Linked DNA regions of Triticum aestivum: region 1 is linked to region 2. A link is a contact called in public Hi-C data. All regions are on one chromosome and are shown on one strand. Each heading gives the region's core, a stretch centred on a gene start, on an enhancer-like site or on the middle of the called end of the contact. The rest is flanking DNA. Distances are from core to core; before and after follow the strand shown.

Region 1 (6,283 bases), core at 2,983-5,482, 85 kb before region 2:
TCGAGACACTAGTTCACGCGCCTTGTCTGATCGTTCGTCTAAGGATGACATGTACTGCTTTATTGAAGTTGTTTGTCCGTGACATGTAATTGTGCATGCCAAAACCCGTTGTCGAAAACCTTGTCGTGACCAAAGATAATGGAGTAGGGTATTGAGTTCATGCAACATATACTATTGTTCTATTTTACTTGTCATTATACGAGAGTTCAACGGCTAGGAATCAAGGTAACACTTCTGTCTAATATATTTTTTGTTGAATATATCATATTTTAGTGTTGGGAACCTGGATTTTCCAAAAAAAGGACGATTAATAGTCGACTGATAAAATCGATTAAATAGCCGATTTCTGATTAATCTCTAATCCCCTGCTGACCGAGACGCTAACGATAAGCGATATCCTTACATTGGTTCATCCAAAGTCCGAACAGATGAAGAAAGGTGATAAATATATTTCAACACTCCTTCTCACATCAAGGCCAAGCCTTAGATATCAGAGCTCTAATTTCATCAAAATTATAGTGTAGATATTTGAGAACTTGAATGTGTGTCATTTAAACTCGGACCATACATTTTTTGGTCACCGTATCATTTCCATGTAAATAAGTGTGTTTTACACTATTTAGCTAATTATATTTTTACAATCTTATCTTAGATCATTTCAGTTACTACTAAACAACATAGAAAACAAAGATTTATCACCTCTACCTTGAACCACATACCACCCAAGAAAAAATGACGCAAGTGTGCATGGTAGTGATCCCTATGCCTTCTCAGTGTTTGGTGGTCACGTTGATATGATACCCCGCGAAAAAGGACATTTTGCTCAAATAGAAAAGGGGGGAACTTCGCAAGGCAGCCCGAGCTGAGCAACGGTCGTGCCTTATAAGCTCTTGTACTTGCAGTGCAATGAATAAATCCTCATGTTATGCTCCAATCTTGACTGTGTTATGATGATCGACATAATGCGATCAATGAGGCGATAGATCGAAGTATCCATGTTGTTAGGTGGCATGAAGTAAGTTGTTATATTTGAGGAATCGAGAGTTTGCTCCCAAAAAATGAACACTCGTGATTGAAGCAAAATTGAACATGTTAGATAGGTATGATATGACAATAGCTTCCTCTAATTGTAAGTTTGCGTCTGTCAACCAAAACTCTAGTTTTCTCTAAAATTTAAGAATATTTGATAACTCGGACATATGTTACCTCACTCGGGACCATGCACTTTGTGGATCCTTACATAGTTTCCATGTGAGCTATTTTGGTAGATTATATACCCTATGAAGAAGCTCTAGTTTCCTCAAAAATTATGATGTGAATGTTTGAGAACTTGAATGTGTGTCATTTACACTTGAACCATACATTTTTTGGAGCATCACATCGTTTTCGTGTAACTAAATGTGTTTACACTATTTAATTATATTGCTTGCAGTCTTATCTGATATCATTTCACCTAAATTTCTTGAGCAAGCGTTGTCATGCCCACCTTTGAACCACATAAGGGAAATGACTCAAGGATGTATCGCTGCGATCCCTATGACATCTCAGTGTTGTTGGTAACGATGATATGATGAATGACAACTACAAAAGCGTGTTTGGATAAAAAAAGAGAACTTCACAACTATATTAGACCTTGAAAGCTCTGACACTTGCGATGCAATGTACAATTCCTCATGTTATGCTCCAATCCTAATAATCCTATTATGATGTGATCAACATTATAAGAGCAAGGAGGCGACGGATCAAAGCATCCATGTTTGCCTATTGGCATGAAATAAGTTGTATCTTCTCGGAGAGTGTTTGCTCTAAAAAACAAACACTCTATGATCACTAGTTAGCTAAGGAAGCTACCCCAATAGCTTCTGCATATTGTAGCACCGGGCTTGTCTGACAGAGGTCTGGTTTCCTCGAAAGATTTAAGTGGGAATATTTGATAACTCGAAAATGCGTTAACTCACTCGGGACCATGTATGTACTTCCTGGACCATTGTATAGTTCCTCATGTAAGGAAGCTCCTCTTACGCAATCGCGCCAATTGCTTTGTAGGACTCATCTCAGATCATTTCACTCACCAGGAAGCAAATCGGATAACAACGGTTCGGCATAGCAACCAGTACGATCTATAGTTCAGAAACTCAAAAATGTGTTAATCTCACCCGGGACCATGTATGTACTTCGAGGACCATTGTATAGTTCTCATGTAACTTGCTCTTACACGATCACGCCAATTGCTTTGTATGACTCATCTCAGATCATTTCATTCACCAGGAAGCGAATCGGAGGACAACAGGTCGGCACAGCAAGCAGTACGATCTATAGTTGAAGAACTTGACACAGCATCATTCACCAGCAAACGTTGAATCATATGCATGCAAGAATCTCCCTTGGAGGCCATGTGAAGCAGCTTGGCTTCTTCCCCGCAAACTCCATCCACCCCTTTCCCAAAACTCGCTGGCGACACATGCATCACATTTCAGGAAAAAAGAGAGAAAGATGAAAAGAGAGAGCAATGGAGCCCTCCTCGGGCCCGTGCGACTGCATCGGAATCAATCGTCTTTTCCGGGAATTCAGACGGCCGTGGTGCTCTCCTGCCTGTGCTCGGGGCAGATGAACTGCGCGGTGTAAAGAGGAGTACGTACTCCTGCTCTTCCCAGGCGCGAATAAAGAAAGGGAGAGGGGGGCCGAGCAGAGCGCAGCAGAGCAGAGGAGAGGACGGACATGGCGACGGAGGCGCCAATAAAGAAAGGGCTGGCTGGCGTCGGGGTCAAAGAGCGGCACGCAGCTGCGGGGGGAACCCGAGGCGCGACACATGGAGGAGATCGCCGCGCGCACAGTCACCACGCCCGCATGGTGCCGCGCGCCGAATCGTCAGCTCCCCGAGGCCGAGGACCGGCCATCAGCGCACCCACCCGCAACGCATCCGCCTCCGCCGGCCGAGGGCGACGCGACGCGGACGGGCGGACGGCCGGCCGGCCAAGCCATGCGCTCCTGGACGACGAGGTCACGGAGGTAGGGGCCTGCCAGTCAATGCTCCGTCCTCTGCCGCCCACCTGCCCGCCTCACCGTCACCGCCCCGAAGATGCCGAGCGCGGGATGGCGCCCCGGATTCTTTGTCCTGTCCACGATGCGTGCGCCCCGTCGCCCAACCGACGAGCTCTCCCCTTCCATATTTTTCTTGCTTGCTTCCTTATTTTCCTTGAGGCTATCATCATCACGTGCCGCCAGGCGTGACAAACTAGCCCAGCGGTTCCCAGCCGGGCACGAAAAACAGCTATCACCTCTTCCCATATGAACTGGTTTTCGTGGATGGATGGATCGATCGACCTTTCCGGCGACTGTTTCCATCGGCCATAACCTTGTCGTACTCGTACTAGAACAAGAAGGAAGGGTTGCGTCCACAAGGAAAGCAAAACAGAGGAGAGAGATCCGTTCGAAGTTGGAACCGATGATGCTGCATCAGCAAAGGAGACAAAGAGTAGCGTCCAAACCGCCCCCGTCGCATCAAGCCGAGCACACACGAGACTGCTCGTTGATCGTTAGCATACTCTACTGCCACTAGCACAGAAGTTAACAGTCTAAGCCTGGGCCGAAAGCGTTTATGTCGTGAGCTCAGAAACGCCGCCGCATGCACAGCCCTGCACAGCCCCGAGTGCCTTCACGTTTCCGTTCAACTTCGACCCGATCGTTCGCAATAAACGCACGCCCCGTCCAACACTCCACCCATTCCCCGTACTCTACCCTCCTCCCTGAAGTAGAACGCGTACGGTACTGGTATTATGGACTCCCGGTAACGCCACCGTTTGACCACGGAAGCAAGTAAAAATTTACCAACTGAAAAGCACACGCAATGAAGGAGCGCTACGTATGGCGATGGAAACTGCCTGGCGTCGTGAATGGATGAACGAACGAGCAATAATGCCCTTATTTCTCGCAGCAAAGATGGCTTTTTTTGAAAGCCCGGCATTCATTTTCCTCCAAAGATAAAGCCCAGCCCGGCCAGCATTGATGCCTCTACGCCTGCAGCCTGCTGCTCACACGCCATCAAGACTATACTCTACCACTGGCGGGCATGCACTGGCAGTAGATAGAAAGTTAAAAGCGGGACGGATAAAACCAGGACCCGGCTGACAACCGGGCCCCGCACGCCTCACGCAGGGTCACGCACGACGGCACGGTACGGACCCGGGAGCGCCGCGCTGCCGTGTATAAAACGAGGCGCCTCCCGCTATCGCTTTTCCGAAACATCTATCTCCTCTCCTCTCCTCTCCACTCCACCACCGCTTCTCCTTCTCCCCGTCCCGCGGCCGCCCCCCCTCCTCCCTCCCTCCGGAGACCGGCCCGCCACCACGGCTCGTGCGGCCAGAGATAAGATGAGGACGAGGAGCGGCTCTCTCTATACCTGCGGAGGTGTCGAGCCAGCGGCTCCCGTGGCCGGGCAGAAGAGGAAGAGGACGCCCGCCGCCGCCGGCGAAGTGTGCGGTGGGCGCCGGAAGCGACAGGCTTCCGGGCCGGACTATTTGGATGGCATCCCTGACGACCTCGTGCTCTCCATCTTCTCCAAACTCGCCGCATCTGCGAACTCCCCCTCCGACCTGCTGTCCGTCCACCTAACGTACGCCCGCGCCCCGCCCCGCCCTTCGTGTTTGGTTCAACCGCTTCTTGCCAAGCAACTCCTGCTGCTTCGTGTGTTTGGTTGCCTGAACGTGTTTGTACCTTTGACGTTTCAGATGCAAGAGGCTCAACGGCCTGGGCCAGCAGGACATGGTGTTCGCCAAGGCCTCGCCGGCGTCGCTCGCCGTCAAGGCGGCGGCGTGGTCGGAGCCCGTGCAGCGGTTTCTCAAGCGCTGCGCCGACGCCGGTAATCTTGAGGCGTGCTACATTCTAGGCATGGTAAGAGTCGACGAACACATCAAACTTGTTGACTTGATCGTTCGGTTTGACATCCATGCATGCATGGCCGGAGTTTCAGGGAGTAAGTGCTGACGAGCTTCGTGCGTTTTTGCAGATCCGGTTCTACTGCCTTGGCAGCCGGAGCGGTGGCGCGGCTCTGCTCGCGAAGGCGGCTGTCGGCGGGCACCCGGCGGCGCTCTACTCGCTGGCCGTCATCCAGTTCAACGGCAGCGGGGGCGCCAAGTCGGACCGCGACCTGCGCGCCGGGGCGGCGCTCTGCGCGCGCTCCGCTGCGCTGGGCCATGTCGACGCGCTCCGCGAGCTCGGGCACTGCCTCCAGGACGGCTACGGCGTGCGCCGCGACCCCGCCGAGGGACGCCGCCTCCTCGTCGCCGCGAACGCCCGCGAGCTCTCCCTCGCGCTCGCCGCCGCGGCGGCCAGCGCGACCTACCCCTTCGCCTCCCTCCCCATCAGCGCCGTCGCAGGCGGCGCCGGCGGCGTCAGCAGCAGCCCACTCCTCTCCGACTTCGGGTGGAGCCTGCCGGAGGCGGAGCCCCACACGGCGAACCAGTTCATGTCAGACTGGTGGGCGTCGCGCGGCGTGCAGGCGTGCGCCAAGAAGACCGACGCGGCGGCCACCGGCGGAGACGGCGAGGGCGAGCTACGGCTGTGCTCCCACATGCGGTGCGGGCGCAAGGAGACGCGGCGGCACGAGTTCCGGCGCTGCTCCGTGTGCGGCGCGGCCAACTACTGCTCCCGCGCGTGCCAGGCCCTGGACTGGAAGCGCGCCCACAAGGCCCAGTGCGTGCCCATGGACCGCTGGCTCGTCGGCGCCGCCGCCAACGCCGCCGCGCCCCAGCAGTGACCGCCCCAAGGGGCAACCGCCGGCGCAACGTCCGGCAACAAGTAGCAGCACTGGAGGGTCCACGGCGAGGCCCGTGGACCAGGCGTAGCGGAGTGAACGACGGTGATGAATGAGGAAGCGTTTTTCTGGCGTTTTGCTTTCTTTTTGCGGCCGTTTGTGTGTCGTCTTGTCAGATGTACGTACTCTACTCTACTAGGGAAGAGGAGCAGGCGAGAGATTCTACCGCGGCCAGCAGAACTCTAACCTTGTTTTCTCTCTTTTAAATTAATTATTATAAATTAGCCCCTCTTAAATTAATTAAATTACTCCCCTGGTAAGATGGTAAAAAAGCCCTGGATCCCGCTTCGAACTCATTTTCTAGAGCTCGAGCGTGGAAGTTGTTTCTGTCGCTTTGTGTTTTGGTGTTTTGGATGGATGCTGTGGGGTGTGGAGTAGAAGAGCAGTGCTCCGGCACTCTACGTAGTACAGCACGGGCTCCTACGCTACGTGCCTCTCGTTCGTAGCTTATCGGATGAGTAGGGGGAATCG
Region 2 (5,789 bases), core at 380-2,879:
AACCACTCTTTGATTTGATGGCGAAGTGTGTTATTGAATTTCGATGCTCCAAGCAAGAGGTGTAATGTCAACTCCAACAGGGATTACCAAACAGACAATACCAAATGTTTGCGGACACTTTCCAACATGTCCTCAAACAGTAAGCGGGGCGCCAGTCATCCAACCATAGTTAGCGAAGACAGTGGGCTATGACTGATATTGAGTGGGGCACAAGCGCTTCGGAGAGATGACATTTGAGACAGATTTGATGACCCGAGCTTGGAGTTGCACTAAGGCGGCCGGGTGTTATCTCTAGAACATTGGCGGCAGTGGTGAGGCACCAGTTATTCAGGAAAAGAGCGAAGGAAAGTGAGTGAGGTACGGAGCAGGAAATGGAGACGGTTGAAGGCATGTTCAGACGTTTGACCAAGAGTAGTGGTACCCTCGTGGTCGTGGGTGTAGTAGGGTCGCCAGTCCGTGCGTGCGTGGTGGATCCGATGATTATGGCTCTGCTTCGATCTATATCAGCTAATTAAGTGCTTCTGTTGCCGCCAGAATCTGCAACAGTTGGTGGCACCATTCGAGACGCTCTCACGTTCTGCTTCTCCCCGGAAGCACAAATCATACTGATCCCCGTGGAATATCTCTGTAATTAAGTAGTACTACGTGTGTTGCCACTACAAGTTGCAACAGTTGGTGGTACCATTGGAGACGTTCTCACGTTCCGGTTCTCCCCCGGAAGCAGAAATCATACCAAACCTTTGAGGAATTTTCTGCATTCCACGCAGCGGCAGAGTTTAAGCTTTGATCATGATTCTTTCGCGAATGGCGGAGTACATTCTTTACAAAAAGCTGTGAGTGTTTTGCAAAAGGAACACCAAGAAGATGAGTGCGTGCGCCGGAATAAAGCTGAAAAGAAGCTATGCTCATTCTCATGCTCATGCTCCCCGGGCCTTTCTCTCCTTTTGATCGACCCCTCCTTTTCCTTTCCTCTTTCTCCCCCGATTCCTGTGCTGCAGCTGCAGCTGCAGGTTCCCGCCGGCGGAAAGCCCGCGGCCGAGTGCGGGTGGGATGATGTGGGCCGATCGACCGGCCTCCGCCACGGTTTTTGGCGAGCCCGATCGGGAATCCGATGCGGTGCGGTGGCCATGGCCGGAGGTGTCGGCAGCCAGGCCGCGGCCCCTATCGTTTTCTCCGAGTCAGCCGGATGCATATGCAGATGCAGACGCTGCGGCGTGCGTGCCCGGTCCGGCTCCGGGGCCGACACGGCGCATTATTGCGGAGTTTATTTGCTGTGCAGCACGATCGTCATGGCCATGGCGTTGAACGACCGACGGGGGGCATTGATGAGCGCGATCTGGGCCGTGACAACGATGCCCGGCCGCGCATGGCGCGCTGCTGTGTTTGAAGTTTGAACTTTGAACTTTGAAAGCGAGCCATGGCTCTGTACCCTGCATCTGACCGATCCACAGATCATGGCTTGGCTTGCTTGTCAATCAGTATGAGCAGTGGGTGAAGCGCTGGAGGTATGGACGCGTACTCGACGGTACCGTCTCCCGGGGATCATGTCTCCGTACGGGGCCCCAAGCCACTGTATCGTCCGTCGCGGTACTGTATTCCGTTCTGTCCGTGCTGGTGTGGGTGATCGCGACTGGCTGCCGCATTCACTGCTAGTATGCCGCGCCCATACGCACATACGGCTCACCTAGTCCCGTACTCTACTGTATCTCTTGGGAAACGACCAAGGAGCGCCAGGATTTCAGAGATCCAAGCTGGTCACCTCGGAGATTAAATTCGTGCGCCGTGCCCCGGCCGGAGCGTGACACGCACGGCGGCCGCGAGGCCGTGCGAGGTCGGAGCTCAGCCAGCACGTACTAGGCCGGCGTGTGTCGCGTCCAGATCACCCGCCATCATAAATGAATTTACCCGCCGTTCTTCACCCACAGCCTGAAGAAAATGCGTCGGAGCGCGGCGCAACACGCTGCGTCCGAATCACCGGCCACCGTGAATCTTCCCCTGAACACGACACGACCTCAAGAAAAGAAATCTCTCCACGGAGTCGCAGTCGGAAAAGAAGGCGCCTGAGCACGGGCAGCTGGCCTAGCGACGCCAAAAGGCGCGGCCATGTGCTCCATCCATCGTCTTTCTCGTTTACCTTTCGCCGGAGTCCACGCCACCACCACCGGGCGAAGCTGCGGCGCGCGCGAGAACTCTGCTTTTCCGGTCGTTCCCCCACTGCTCCAGCGTCAAGGGGGAGGATGATGATGGTACTAGCTACCACTAGTGATTAATGTTAGCTTTACCTTTTCCCATTAGCGAGCAAAGTGCGTGCGTTCGCACCTTGACAAGTTTGTTAATCTGCCTTTGCGTCGCGGGTAAGTCGAGCACTGACCTCTTCGTGAACCGGGTCAAAAGAGGGCGGCCGGCACACACAGTGCCAGTAGCAACGAGTGTAGTAGTAGCAATACTATACTCCATTTGACAGTGATCATTATGGTCAAGTGCGGCTGTTCTCCCCGCAGTACCGTGGCAAATGATGACATTATGGGCATGGGCGCATTGCATCCCATTCCAGCACAAGGTGATGTGCAAGTTTTGTTAGTGGAGTAGGACAACACGCTTAGCGTCACTGAATCTTGAGTAGTTAATGCCACGCTTCCTGCAAGAATAATACTACTATAATGATAATTAACGCCACGCTTCCATTAGAGGAAGATACGGGGTAGATTTTCCGAGGGAAAGAACGACGGAGGGGGACAGGTAAAAGGGACATGCAGATGCTAGTGGGAGGAGTACAAGGAATCCAATCCAAGTCTTGGAATAAAAGAGGAGGAGGTGAAAGCGTCGTCTCCCGAATTCCCGATACACATACGCCCACCGTTCCATTCACATCCTTATTACCTTTCTCACCACAGCATAAAGAAAAGGCTTGTGAAAAGAGGACGACGGGTGAAAAGACGGAGGCTTGAGGGAGCGGCGAAAGGATCGGCCGAGGAAAAAACATGGCCGAGATTCGATTCCAACGTCACACAACACGAACACAATGGCCATTGAGGATAAAGGAGCAAGCAACCGTGGTAAAATAAAAAGCTACCGGTGGGGATAAGGCAACAACGGCGGCGCGTCGGAGAAAAAGCCACGGCGTACATCGCACCACCACCATCACCACCACCATGGATCTCGATGGGTCCTTCTCCATTTCTCTACGGCAAGTGGGGTTGAATGAAGTGCTGCGACCAGTGGTGGCGAGAGAGAGCCCCGCGGTCTGCGGTCTGGTTGTCGTCGTCGCACGTGCATACGTGTGGATCAAGCTTGAGCTGCTCTCGCAAGTCATCAGCTCGGCCACCCTCGTTCTCACGTGTGGCCCCGGGCTGGGTATGCGCTCTGTGAGCTGGACCACCGGCCCATCAAGGACCCAAATGGGGTGGGGTGCACGACGAGCGGATTCTCATCGTGAACAGTTTTTTTTTTGCAAGTCTCATCGTGAACAGTTTGGAACAGACGACAACAAAGGATAAAGGTTTTGCTACTCTAACCGAGAAATAACTATTTCTAATCGTGGATGGGTACTCTAACGCCCCAGATATCCGTTTCAAAAAGAAAAAAAAAACGCCCCAGATGCAAAAGCGATGGGAGAAACGGCGTGATAATAACGCACTGGTTTCGATGGGCCTGAATTTCCTATTTTCGGTGCAGATAAACCTAAATGGTGGAAGAAATGTTTTTTCTATTTTTTTTGCGGGAAAGGTGGAACAAATGTTGTGACATGTATATTCAGCTATGTCACACGCCACAAGCCTCTTCGAAGGACTATACGACGATGTATTTTACAGGCCAGGCCAAAATGTGGTTGCCATCCGTATAATATAAAGCAGATAAAATGGAACGGGAAGAATTTTGGGAAGCTGCAGTTCCAGGCACCGATCTGATGCCTACCCCATGTCAGGCAGGTTGTAGTGTGCAAGTGTATATAGAAACTTTTAATACTTTGATTTGATCCACCAGATGTTAGCTCACAGTCCCAGCATAGTTCCTGAAATTTTTACTACCACCTTCATCGATGGGTTGAAAACTCCTATTCACAGTGATGTACATATACAAAGACCACATGATTTGGATACCGCTGCCTCTCTGGCTCTTTTGCTGGAAGAAGTACTCGAAGACTGTCGGAGTATTGAACGACCACATTCAGATATGAGTGATTCCGCTTATGGCAAATCATCACTCATGGATGCTTTTACCCCTTCCATGAACAGTCTAAAGCTCGTCCAAATCAGCCCAACTTTACGGCTGATCAACATACAACTGAATTAGTTAGATCTCAAGCTGGGCAAGGGAACAAAGTGCTGAAGGCTCATAGATGAGCTTATGGATTATGTTTTACTTGTTGAGAAAAATGGGACCCTCAGCACAAATGTGGTCAAACTGAGCAAATTCATGCAATAGAAGAATTGTTAGAAATGCCACAGTGTGAGGATCCCGAGCCCGAGTCAACTGAACTTGGGGAGGACGTGATACGGTCTCAAATGTATCTATAATTCTTTTTGCATGATTCATGCTATATTGTTGTCAATTACATACATTTTGGGATGCTTTTTATCAACTTTTATTTGGCTAAAATATTTATCAAGTGCCCATTGTCAGATCCTGTTTTTTTTGTTGTTTTTGCAATTTTAGGAAATCCCCCAAAAAATTCTAACAAAAAATAATACAAAAATAGTTCCGAAACTTTCACATCAGGAGAAGACCCAGGATTCAAGGCCCAGCCCTAGGGGCCTCCCCAGTGCCTAGGATCCTAGCAGAAGATCCTTGGGCCCTAGGGAGGTAAACACCAAAAACTCTTTGTTCTTTCCTTTACTAGAACAATGCTCGTGCGTTGCTACGAACTGCTTAAGAGCATAATTTTGAGCTGGAGTCACATTTTTACAATTTTTATTTGTTCATTCTACAAGTGTTGGTCTCACATGAAAGTAGTAGTATACTTGTTTATTTGTTTTAGGTTGACATGTAAGTAAAGCACATTTGTCTATTTATGTACTCCAGCATGAAAGTAGTAGTATCTTGGAAGGTTGCTAGCCCCACAAGTGGGTAAGGGTGTATTTTTTTTATTGATGAAGGATGTTGGTCACACATGTGGATAAGGGTGTATTTTTTAGTGATGAAGATTGTTGGTTCCACATATGAACTCACCGCCAACTCCAACCTTTATATGTAGGAAAGAAATTTGCTAGAGAGCTAGAACATAATTGGTATGGACTTGATTTTTATCTGTGGGTTATGTGTTAAAAGGTTGGTCCTTATGTCATAAGAACTTGCATAACTTCTAATGTGGCTTAACTAAAGCAGAATTATAATTAAAAATTCATAACTTTTGGTACTTGATGGAAATTTCAGGTTAATCAAATATTGTTTAAAGCTCGTCCAAATCAGCGCAACTTTACGGCTGATCAATATACAACTGAATTAGTCAGATCTCAAGCTAGGCAAGGGAACAAAGTGCTGAAGGCTCATATATAAGCTTATGGATTATGTTTTACTTGTTGAGAAAAATGGGACCCTCAGCACAAATGTGGTCAAACTATGCAAATTCATGCAGTAGAAGAATTGTTAGAAGTGCTACAATGTGACGATCCCGAGCACGAGTCAACTGAATTGGGGGAGGACGTGATACGGTCTCAAATGTATCTATAACTCTTTTTGTATGATTCATGCTATATTGATGTCAATTACATACATTTTGGGGATGCTTTTTATCAACTTTTATATGGCTAAAATATTTACCAAGTGCCCACTGTCAGATCCTGTTTTTT

The links. A called contact is a pair of places that touch in the nucleus more often than the background predicts.
Region 1: a contact with region 2 is called in a Hi-C map of leaf, with 3 times the contacts expected there. The contact joins the promoter of LOC123080312 here to the enhancer-like site in region 2. A contact is called at or near these places in 2 of 5 Hi-C or Micro-C datasets (both in leaf) and 1 of 1 datasets of contacts at active chromatin or transcription factors (leaf).

The regions. Positions count from the first base shown.
Region 1 is chr3D:538,392,892-538,399,174 of IWGSC CS RefSeq v2.1, reverse strand. It overlaps LOC123080312 (F-box protein At1g67340), which reads left to right and starts at 4,232. Exons shown (of 3, transcript XM_044503222.1): 1 at 4,232-4,612; 2 at 4,728-4,890; 3 at 5,006-6,057. The coding sequence starts at 4,371. The coding sequence ends at 5,755.
Region 2 is chr3D:538,306,116-538,311,904 of IWGSC CS RefSeq v2.1, reverse strand. No RefSeq gene overlaps it. Among protein-coding and RNA genes, the nearest start is that of LOC123080312, 86 kb to the left of the region's middle. Within about 2 kb of position 1,629, at least 6 of the 8 cell types and tissues checked have an H3K27ac peak or open chromatin away from gene starts, as enhancers often do. A contact at or near this core is called in leaf, where this site is marked.